Linked DNA regions of Zea mays: region 2 is linked to region 1. Evidence: chromatin contacts called from public Hi-C data. All regions are on one chromosome and are shown on one strand. Each heading gives the region's core, a stretch centred on a gene start, on an enhancer-like site or on the middle of the called end of the contact. The rest is flanking DNA. Distances are from core to core; before and after follow the strand shown.

What was found. Hi-C and Micro-C count contacts between places; a contact is called where the count stands out from the background.
Region 2: a Hi-C map of tassel shows a contact between it and region 1, with 2.1 times the contacts expected there. The contact joins the promoter of LOC100383411 here to the enhancer-like site in region 1. A contact is called at or near these places in 1 of 25 Hi-C or Micro-C datasets (tassel) and 1 of 3 datasets of contacts at active chromatin or transcription factors (leaf).

What each region holds. Positions count from the first base shown.
Region 1 is chr1:268,607,171-268,611,414 of Zm-B73-REFERENCE-NAM-5.0, reverse strand. LOC100382366 reads right to left here. Exons shown (of 4, transcript NM_001175111.1): 4 at 3,755-4,244. The coding sequence ends at 3,950. Among protein-coding and RNA genes, the nearest start is that of LOC100382366, 9.2 kb to the right of the region's middle. Within about 2 kb of position 2,239, at least 18 of the 20 cell types and tissues checked have an H3K27ac peak or open chromatin away from gene starts, as enhancers often do. A contact at or near this core is called in leaf and tassel, where this site is marked.
Region 2 is chr1:268,817,097-268,821,340 of Zm-B73-REFERENCE-NAM-5.0, reverse strand. It overlaps LOC100383411, which reads right to left and starts at 1,893. Exons shown (of 21, transcript NM_001362081.1): 1 at 1,762-1,893; 2 at 878-997; 3 at 635-733; 4 at 291-428; 5 at 53-187. The coding sequence starts at 1,815.

The DNA of each region.
Region 1 (4,244 bases), core at 990-3,489:
TGCTGTGAACTTGTTATATTGTGAACTTGTGATATTTGTAAACTTTTTATATTATAAATTTGTGATCCTTGTGAACTTGTTATATTGTGAATTTGTTGTATCATGAATTGTGAACTTGTGGTCTTTGTGATCTTTTGTCAACTTTGTTGTAATGTGAAGTTTGATATGTTTACCGATCGTATTTTAGATTTCGATCCGTTACCGGTGTATTTTCCGCACCGAACTGTCGTTTTCGATGTTTCCGAAATACCGATATCGTTTCTGTTTCCGAAGTTACCGTTTTCGATTTTGTTTCTGATAAAAAAATATGAAAATGGTAATGGTTTTAGTGTTTACCGGTTGTCGGGGACCATAATTAGGGGTACCCTCAAGGCTCCTAATTCTCAGCTGGTAACCCCCATCAGCACAAAGCTGCGAAGGCTTGATGGGTGCGACTAAGTCAAGGATCGGTCCATTCGAGGGACTCGATCACGCCTCACCGGGCCCAGCCTCGGGCAAGGGCAGCCGACCCCGGAGGATCTACGTCTCGCCCGAGGCCCCCTCCAGCAACGGACATACTTTCGGCTCGCCCGAGGCCCAGCCTTCACCAAGAAGCAACCTTGGCCAAATCGCTGCGCCAACCGACCAAATCGCAGGGGCATTTAATGTGAAGGTGGCCTGACACCTTTATCCTGACGCACGCCCTCCAGTCGACAGAGCCAAGTGACCGTAGTCACTTCGCCGCTCCACTGACCGGTCTGACAAGAGGACAGCGTCGCCTGCGCCACTCCGACTGTTGTGCCGCTCGACAGAGTGAGGCTGACAGCAGCCAGGCCCGGCCTCAGGCGCCATAGGAAACTCCGCTTCGCCCGACCCTAGGGCTCGGACTCAGCCCTGGCCTTAGCCGACGGTCTCCGCCTCGCCCGACCCAGGGGCTCGGACTCGACCTCAGCCTCGGAAGACAGACTCGACCTCGACCTCGGAGGAGCCTCCACATCGCCCAACCCAGGGCACGAACCGACCACGTCAACAGGAGGCGCCATCATTACCCTACCCCAAGCTGACTCAGGCTACGGGGAACAAGATCGGCGTCCCATCTGGCTCGCTCCGCCAGACAAGTAATGATGGCGCCCCGCACGCTCTATGACGACGGCGGCTCTCAGCCCCCTTACGGAAGCAAGAGGACGTCAGCAAGGACTCGACAGCCCCGACAGCTGTCCTTCCGCCAGGCTCCGGCGCTCCTCCGACGGGCACGACACCACACGAACCGGGTGCCAAAACCTCTCCGGCTGCCACGATGGCATGTACTTAGGGCGCTAGCTCTCCTCCGCTAGACATGTTAGCACACTGCTACACCCCCATTGTACACCTGGATCCTTTCCTTGCGCCTATAAAAGGAAGGATCAGGGCCCTCTTACAGAGGGTTGGCCGCGCGGGGAAGGACGGGACGGGCGCTCGCGTGAGGCCGCTCGCTCTCTCCCGCGTGGACGCTTGTAACCCCCTACTGCAAGCGCACCCGACCTGGGCGCGGGACAAACACGAAGGCCGCGGGATTTCTACCTCTCACACCCGTCTCCTCTTCGGCTGCCTCCCCCTTCGCGCTCCGTCTCGCGCTGACCCATCTGGGCTGGGGCACGCGGCGACAGTTTACTTGTCGGTCCAGGGACCCCCGGGTTTCGAAACGCCGACACCGGTGTTTCCGATCGTTTTCATCCCTAGGCATCGGAAACCAAACAGGCTGATGAATTCCAGAGAAACCATACATAAATTTTTATAGGAACAAGTTTATTTTCACATAAGAAACACGGGTCCGCATTGTTCACAGAAGGACACTACCGATTGAGATGGATGCGGTGACGAACCTGATTCCCTCGTCCATCTTCGAATCGGATCGACACAGATACTGCTTGGCCGTTGCTGATGGCTGCTACTTCTATGCAGTAGCGTTGTCCTTTCCCCCCTATTCTTTCGAGTTTTGATAAAGACGTCTGCTATACATTGTCGTTGTGGCTGCGTCCATTCGGATCGTACTGCTGCGTATTGTCGGAACTCGCAACGTGCTAGTATGTGCAGTGGACTACTCGGATCGCAGTGTCATCATCGCTATCGCCTTTCCCCCTGTGTATCGTATGGCCCAGTGATTCCCTGCTTGTTTCCTCCTGCGGTGTCTGTTGCGGCCTGAAAGGTATAGCGACGTCCGTACCGCAACTAACAAGGCTAATGAATGCAAGCACGGTGTGTGGGTGTAGGGGAGGATAACAACTTGTGTCCAATAGAACAAGCCCGCCCTGAAAATACTGTCGGGCCTGATTCTATGGGCCGAGTCGCTGTGATATGTTTTGGGTCTCAGGCATTTTGGCTCAAGCCACGTTGTATCGAAGGAAAAGCCTTTAGACGAACTGGCGTTCTCTTCTGTAGGCTGAAGGACTACTTAATTCTTGACTTTTGATCAGACATGTTTTTCTAGCCTTTTTAAATCTGTTTTTAAAGATAACATATGTGAGCTGTCTGATCAAATCGACAAATCCTACCAAAACGCTAGCTATATTGACACGACCACGCGCGAGCCAAAAGATAAATCATAATTGCTTCGTGTCGCTGTCGTCGAGAACATGCGCCTCAGCCCGACCTACGACCTGTTGCGGCTCACGTGGGGCACAGGCGAATCGGTCCTAAATATCCGAATTATTTAATAAATTTAATATTTTAACATATATATATATATATAATTTAATAAACTTTAGTCATATTGTCAAGCATATTATTTAAGGACAAGAATAAACCTGTGCACAATGTTTTTTTACATTATTTTCCCATACAAGAAAAAAAAGTGAAAAACATCTAAATCCGAATCACATTCATATCCGAAATTTGTATCAATTATTTAAAAAATATATAGAACGAATTTGAAAATTACTTTTTATGAATCTCAATAAACTCAATATAAAAAACAAAAATATAAATTTACATAACAAATTTTATATCCTATTTGCTCGCATTCGAATAAAGACAATTTAACATGAATAAGTATCTAAATCCATTCCGAAGACAAACAACGCCAAAGTTTAGACTGGTAGCAGCGGTGGCCTGTATGTCGTCCTGGACCTGTAGAATACCGGATCTAAGAATAAAAAACGTCTGCAGTGGTACCCGGTACTTCGTTCCGTATTATCCAGGGGGCGGCTCCATCCCGCAGATATGGAGGACGAGGGAGCATCCGGCAAGTCCTAGCTCCCGGCTCCTCTCGTTTGCGTGACTGGGCATGGGCCCGTATGACATAGAGGATACGCCGTACAGGATACCGCTGCGGATAAAATTTATTTAAGGGGAAAACTCTTTTGGAGGAATCTCTAAATTAGTATTTAGGGGATGCAATATACAGGCTAACGTTGCTACCAGTCTTAAAGAAGGCAAACAACCAGGCAAGCCTCCAAACAATAGTCAACTGTACATCAAATCAATATAGGACAGCGGTGAGACTCCATGAAGGCAGAAGTCCGACAATTTCAATTGGAGCTGGAGCCATCAAGGCACCAACCATTCGTCTCCCGTAGTACCAGCGGTTCGGATTGGTAGGCGTTGCAACAAAAAAAAACACTTCGAGGCCAACGAACAGGTCAACAATCACCTCCAAATGCTGCAAAGGTCCGATAGAACATACTAGTAAGTAGCAGCCTGATGCGACGACAAAATCTGGTGGCGGCATCGACACCTCTAGCAGAGTATATAATAATTAAGAAATAAGGGCATATTAACACAAAAAAAAACGTAACTTAGAAAACGAATATGACCTGAAACTACTTTCCCAGAGTATTTCCTCAATACCGACCGACCATATGCAGTCACTCGAGCAGCAAAAAGACTCACGGATGGGACCAACGGTGACGTAATAACAGGCTAAGTTAGTTCTATAATAACAAAATGGCACGACTCACTCGCTCCTCATTATCAAACAGAACAGTCAGCGAAGCTAGGCGTTTGCGCCCAGCTCAACACTCCCAGGATGATGCCCCTGTGCACCTCCACCATGGCTGTTGTAGTAAGAGTTGCCACCGCCGGAGCGACCACCCCGGCCTCTGTTGTAGTTCCTCGGCTGGTAGTATCCAGATTCGTAGTAGTACCCGCCAGCACCGCCACGACCATTCTGGTATCCACCACGGCCATTCTGGTACCCGCCACCTCGGCCACCACGTCCTCCACGACCATTAGGATAGCCTCTCCTGCTGCCACCACGACCACCACCACGCTGGTTCTGGTAAGACCGC
Region 2 (4,244 bases), core at 644-3,143, 210 kb before region 1:
TGTGAGATCAAGAGATAAAGTGTGAAAGTGACTAAATGTCAGGCATAAGGACCTGATCGATCTTCAAGGGATCTCCATCAAGGAGCCGAGCATCTGCAGGGATGATATCTCCAAGTTTAATGCTGATTACATCCCCAGGCACAAGGACGGCTGCCTCTTCCTCGGCCCAACGGCCATCACGAAGCACCTAGCCACCAGCAAGAAACATCGGTTCCAATTTCAAATAGGCACTGCAAAGATGATGCATGGAAAATACAGTGAAATGTAAGACTAAATGGATAATTAAGGACCTTGGCTTTCGGCGCAAGGCGGGCCATAAGCGCAGCAGCAGCATTCCCAGCATTATTTTCCTCTATGAAACTGATAGTTGAGTTGATAAGCAGCAGTGTGATGATACCAACGAAATCCTGCCAGTCTGGTGGCTTTCCCTGATGACAGCGAATATATCATCGCCAGTCACTAAAAACAAAAGGCAATAACAAACTTATGGCTTGTTTGTTTTGCTCTCAATCCATGTGGATTGAGTGGTTTTAAAATCCCAAACAAGTCAAAATCTTTTATATTTTTTTTTCAATCTCATCCAATCCACGTGAGATAGAAAGACCTTAATTGGATTTTTAACAATATTTCTTACCCCACCATTGGCCAGTGCGATGGCCATGATAGCTGCAGCCTCCATGACCCATGACAGTGGGTTCCACATGAATCCCAGAAACTTGAGAAATTTGCTCTCCTGCAGCCATGGCCAGTTTAACTGAATGTGACATATGAAGCAGCTACATAGAGAAGTGAATAATCATGCTAATCACTCCGACAATCTGGAAGAACAGAATCTTTCCCAAGAAGACCGAATGCAAAGGGACTAGAAAAACCTGACCTCCTTCTCTTCGAGCTTGTTGGGGCCAAATAATTGCAGGCGTTGCTGCGCCTGCTCGGAAGTGAGCCCCCCACGACTGCATCTCAGATTCTCAAAAACTTCCTCAAGTGGGATGTTCTCCTACAAAATAATTGTAATAAAACGAACAAATTCTGTTATCTGGGGAAAAGGGCAGACAATTTGATCACCATGACGCACATCAAAATAAACGAGAGAAACTATAATGCTAAGTGCCCATTTGCAACCCGCTATTGCTACCAACCAAACCAAGGGTCCAAGGTACGATTGCCGATAGAACAAAACTTGCATGCAGATTATTTAACCAAATAGAAAAATGGGATGACGGAAATAATTAAGCAAGATGGTAGATGCCATTGCCAACAATCATCAAGCAAAGGGATATCATGATCAGAAGAGAGTAGAAAAGAAAGATGCTAACTTATTCATAGAAGCAAAAGGATGTCAAGATCAGAATGTGTGGCAAGAACATGGAAAAGAGCAATAAAGAACCTTATTACAGGGTCGTCACCTAGAATTCTGATAATGATATTCACATATACTTCCTCCTTATTTATTTGTGGTAGTTTAGTTCAAAAATAAACTAGCGAGCGGTAAATAGAAAAGAACGGAGGTAGAAATCATCCCGATTCTGCCTCCCAGCGCACCAGCAGAACAAGGACTAGCAACCCAAGCCTCTTACATTTCCATGCAACCCATGAGTAAGCAACGAAGTACTAACGCAGGAATCCGAGAACATAGTATAACAGAAGGATTGTACACCAACGCAATAACCAAGAAATCCAAGAACCAGCAAATATGCCCAACGGCAGCGTTGTCCCACCAAGAACCGTCCCAACCCCAACAAGAGGAAGGCCAGCAGTTACCAAGTCGACGGCCTCCTTGAGGACGGCGTCCAGGGTCCCCTCATTGTCGGCCATGGAGACACCCCTCTGATCTGATGATCTCCCCCGCACCACTGCACCAGCAACTCCCTCTGACGGTCTGACCTCTGCACTGTGCTCGGTAGCTCCCCCAGTCCCCCTTAAAAGCCACAGAAGATCCTGTTGCAGCGTAAAACCACTTTTCTCCAACCTGATTCTTGCTTTTACCTACTCGTACCCTCTTGCACATTCCCTTATTAATTTCATTTTTTTTTCTCAAACTCCAATTCTTGTTGCTTTCTTCCGCCTTCTTCTCTTCTTCTCCTCGAGCTGTCTCTTGCGCGCCGCGTGGAAACCCCACTCTCTAGTCTCTACCCCAGCCGCTATCCGCCGCTCCAGAGGTTTCGTGACTTTCGTCAGTCGTCACTCACACTGTGCACCGAAAACCGCTCCGTTTACAATGCTCTGGAATCCCGCATAAAAGTATATAATATGCTACCAAGATTATCTCACACCACGATAGAAAATACTAGCTAAATAGCTTGTTAAGCTAAATTTTAGCTACTTAATAGTAAAATAGTTCTACAACAGATTAACTATTTAACTTATCAATCTATCCGGCTCTCTAAATTAACTTATTCACTAACCAAACTTGGCTAACAAATCTCACTATCCAAACAAACTTGTATGTTGAAGAGTCTGTTCGAATAAAATATTATATAAATTTTATAGAGAGATAAATAAAAAGTTAAATAGAAAGTCTAAATAAAGAGTATCTTAGAGATAATCTTAGTCATTCAGTTATATAAATTGTTTAAACAAAAGAAGGAAAAACAAAACCAAAAGAAGAAAAATATGTTGCTGTTGCCCTACTTAGAGATGGGGTCGGTTCCGAACTTTTGATCGCACCTGTGAAAAACCGCATAGGATCAAATTAATCCAAACTTTTAAGTTTTGAGTCATACGTAGATCTCTACTATACTTAAAACACCAGTTTTAACGGTCATCTTTTCATAAAAAACTCGCTAAATTAACTCAGCATAAAATATTAAAAACGGTGCAGGAGGTGGGTTATGTTAATCTCTACTATACTTAAAACACCAGTTTCAACTGTCATCTTTTTACAAAAAACTCCCTACATTTCTTCTAAATTAACTCAGCGTAAAATGTTAAAAACGGTATAGGGGTGGGTTATGTTAAAAAGCGATGCAAGAGTTAGGGTTTGAACTCACACCTTGATGGAAGAAGGGTGGAAGACACTAGACAAAGTTGTCTAACCAGTAGAACATTATGCTCAGGTGTTTATAATAATGAATATAAATTGTACATATGTATATATGATTGTTTGTAAAATAAAAAAAATCGTGTCGGGTCGGGCCAGCACTACGGCTCGAGACTACGGCCCAAGCATTGCACGTCGCTCCTGCCGAGTTGGTCCAGACACTATTAAATGAGTCGTGTCTCGGACTAGCTCGTCAGACACGGTCCATCTGACCATCTATACCTCCGCACAATAATGATGGTCCTCGCCTCAGTTGCCACCATCTCGGTCGCCATTCTACTTATTTTCTCTCTTCCCTTATGCCTCCAACTCCGTACGACCCCATTCTCGGCAGAGGGCGTAGGAGCATGTGCCCCCTTCCCGTATTCGTCCGACACCAGCCCCGGACCGACTCGCACAGTGGCTATTGCACGTCCACGAGGACGTTTCACATCATGCACGCACCATCGATTTCGCCATCGTCGGACGTCTCGTTCGTCTTCCCGACCTTCGCCGTATTCTTCCTCCCCAACTTGCTGCCCCCGCCCGCGGTCGCAGCCGCGAGCCGACTGACGCTCGTCGACGCGGGTACGGGTGAGTCGGTCTTGCTCCTGGCTCTTCTCTGTACGTGCCGCCGAGGAGGACACGATGACGCCTGCCATGCTTAAGTTATCTTGGCGATGACGAGTCCAGATCTGAGATATTGGACAACCAAGGCCCATAGCGCGGTAGCAGTCGGCATATGCTATGGAGTTGGTGGTGGTGTTGTGTCGCCTCGGCGGGTCCAGGGTGGGAAGGCACTCGCATTCTCTCACCCTTTTCGGACTGTCGCCTGGTGCGGGTGCCTCTCGGTTTGAAGCTGCTCTGGCCGGGCTTTTTCTCCACTTGCGTGCTCTCCCCTGTATGTATCTAGCGGTATACTACCTATGTCGGCTCCAGATGTCTAGGTTCTCGTCGTATCCTTCTCCAGCTAACGAACAGATATGTCTGTCTCTTCCCTTCCCTTCCTGCTCTATGAAACCTTGGAAGTGGGGGAGATAACGGATGTGGTCCCTGATTTGCTGCCTATGATACCTATTCGATGGCTCAGCATCGTCTGTCTACATGGCCTTTTCTTTACCACGATGTCGACTCAGTTAGGCAAATAAAAAAATTATGCGGAGAGCGGAGACAATCAATAAAAAATTTTGAGATCTTTTTGGTGGATAGTTTATGTGGATATTGT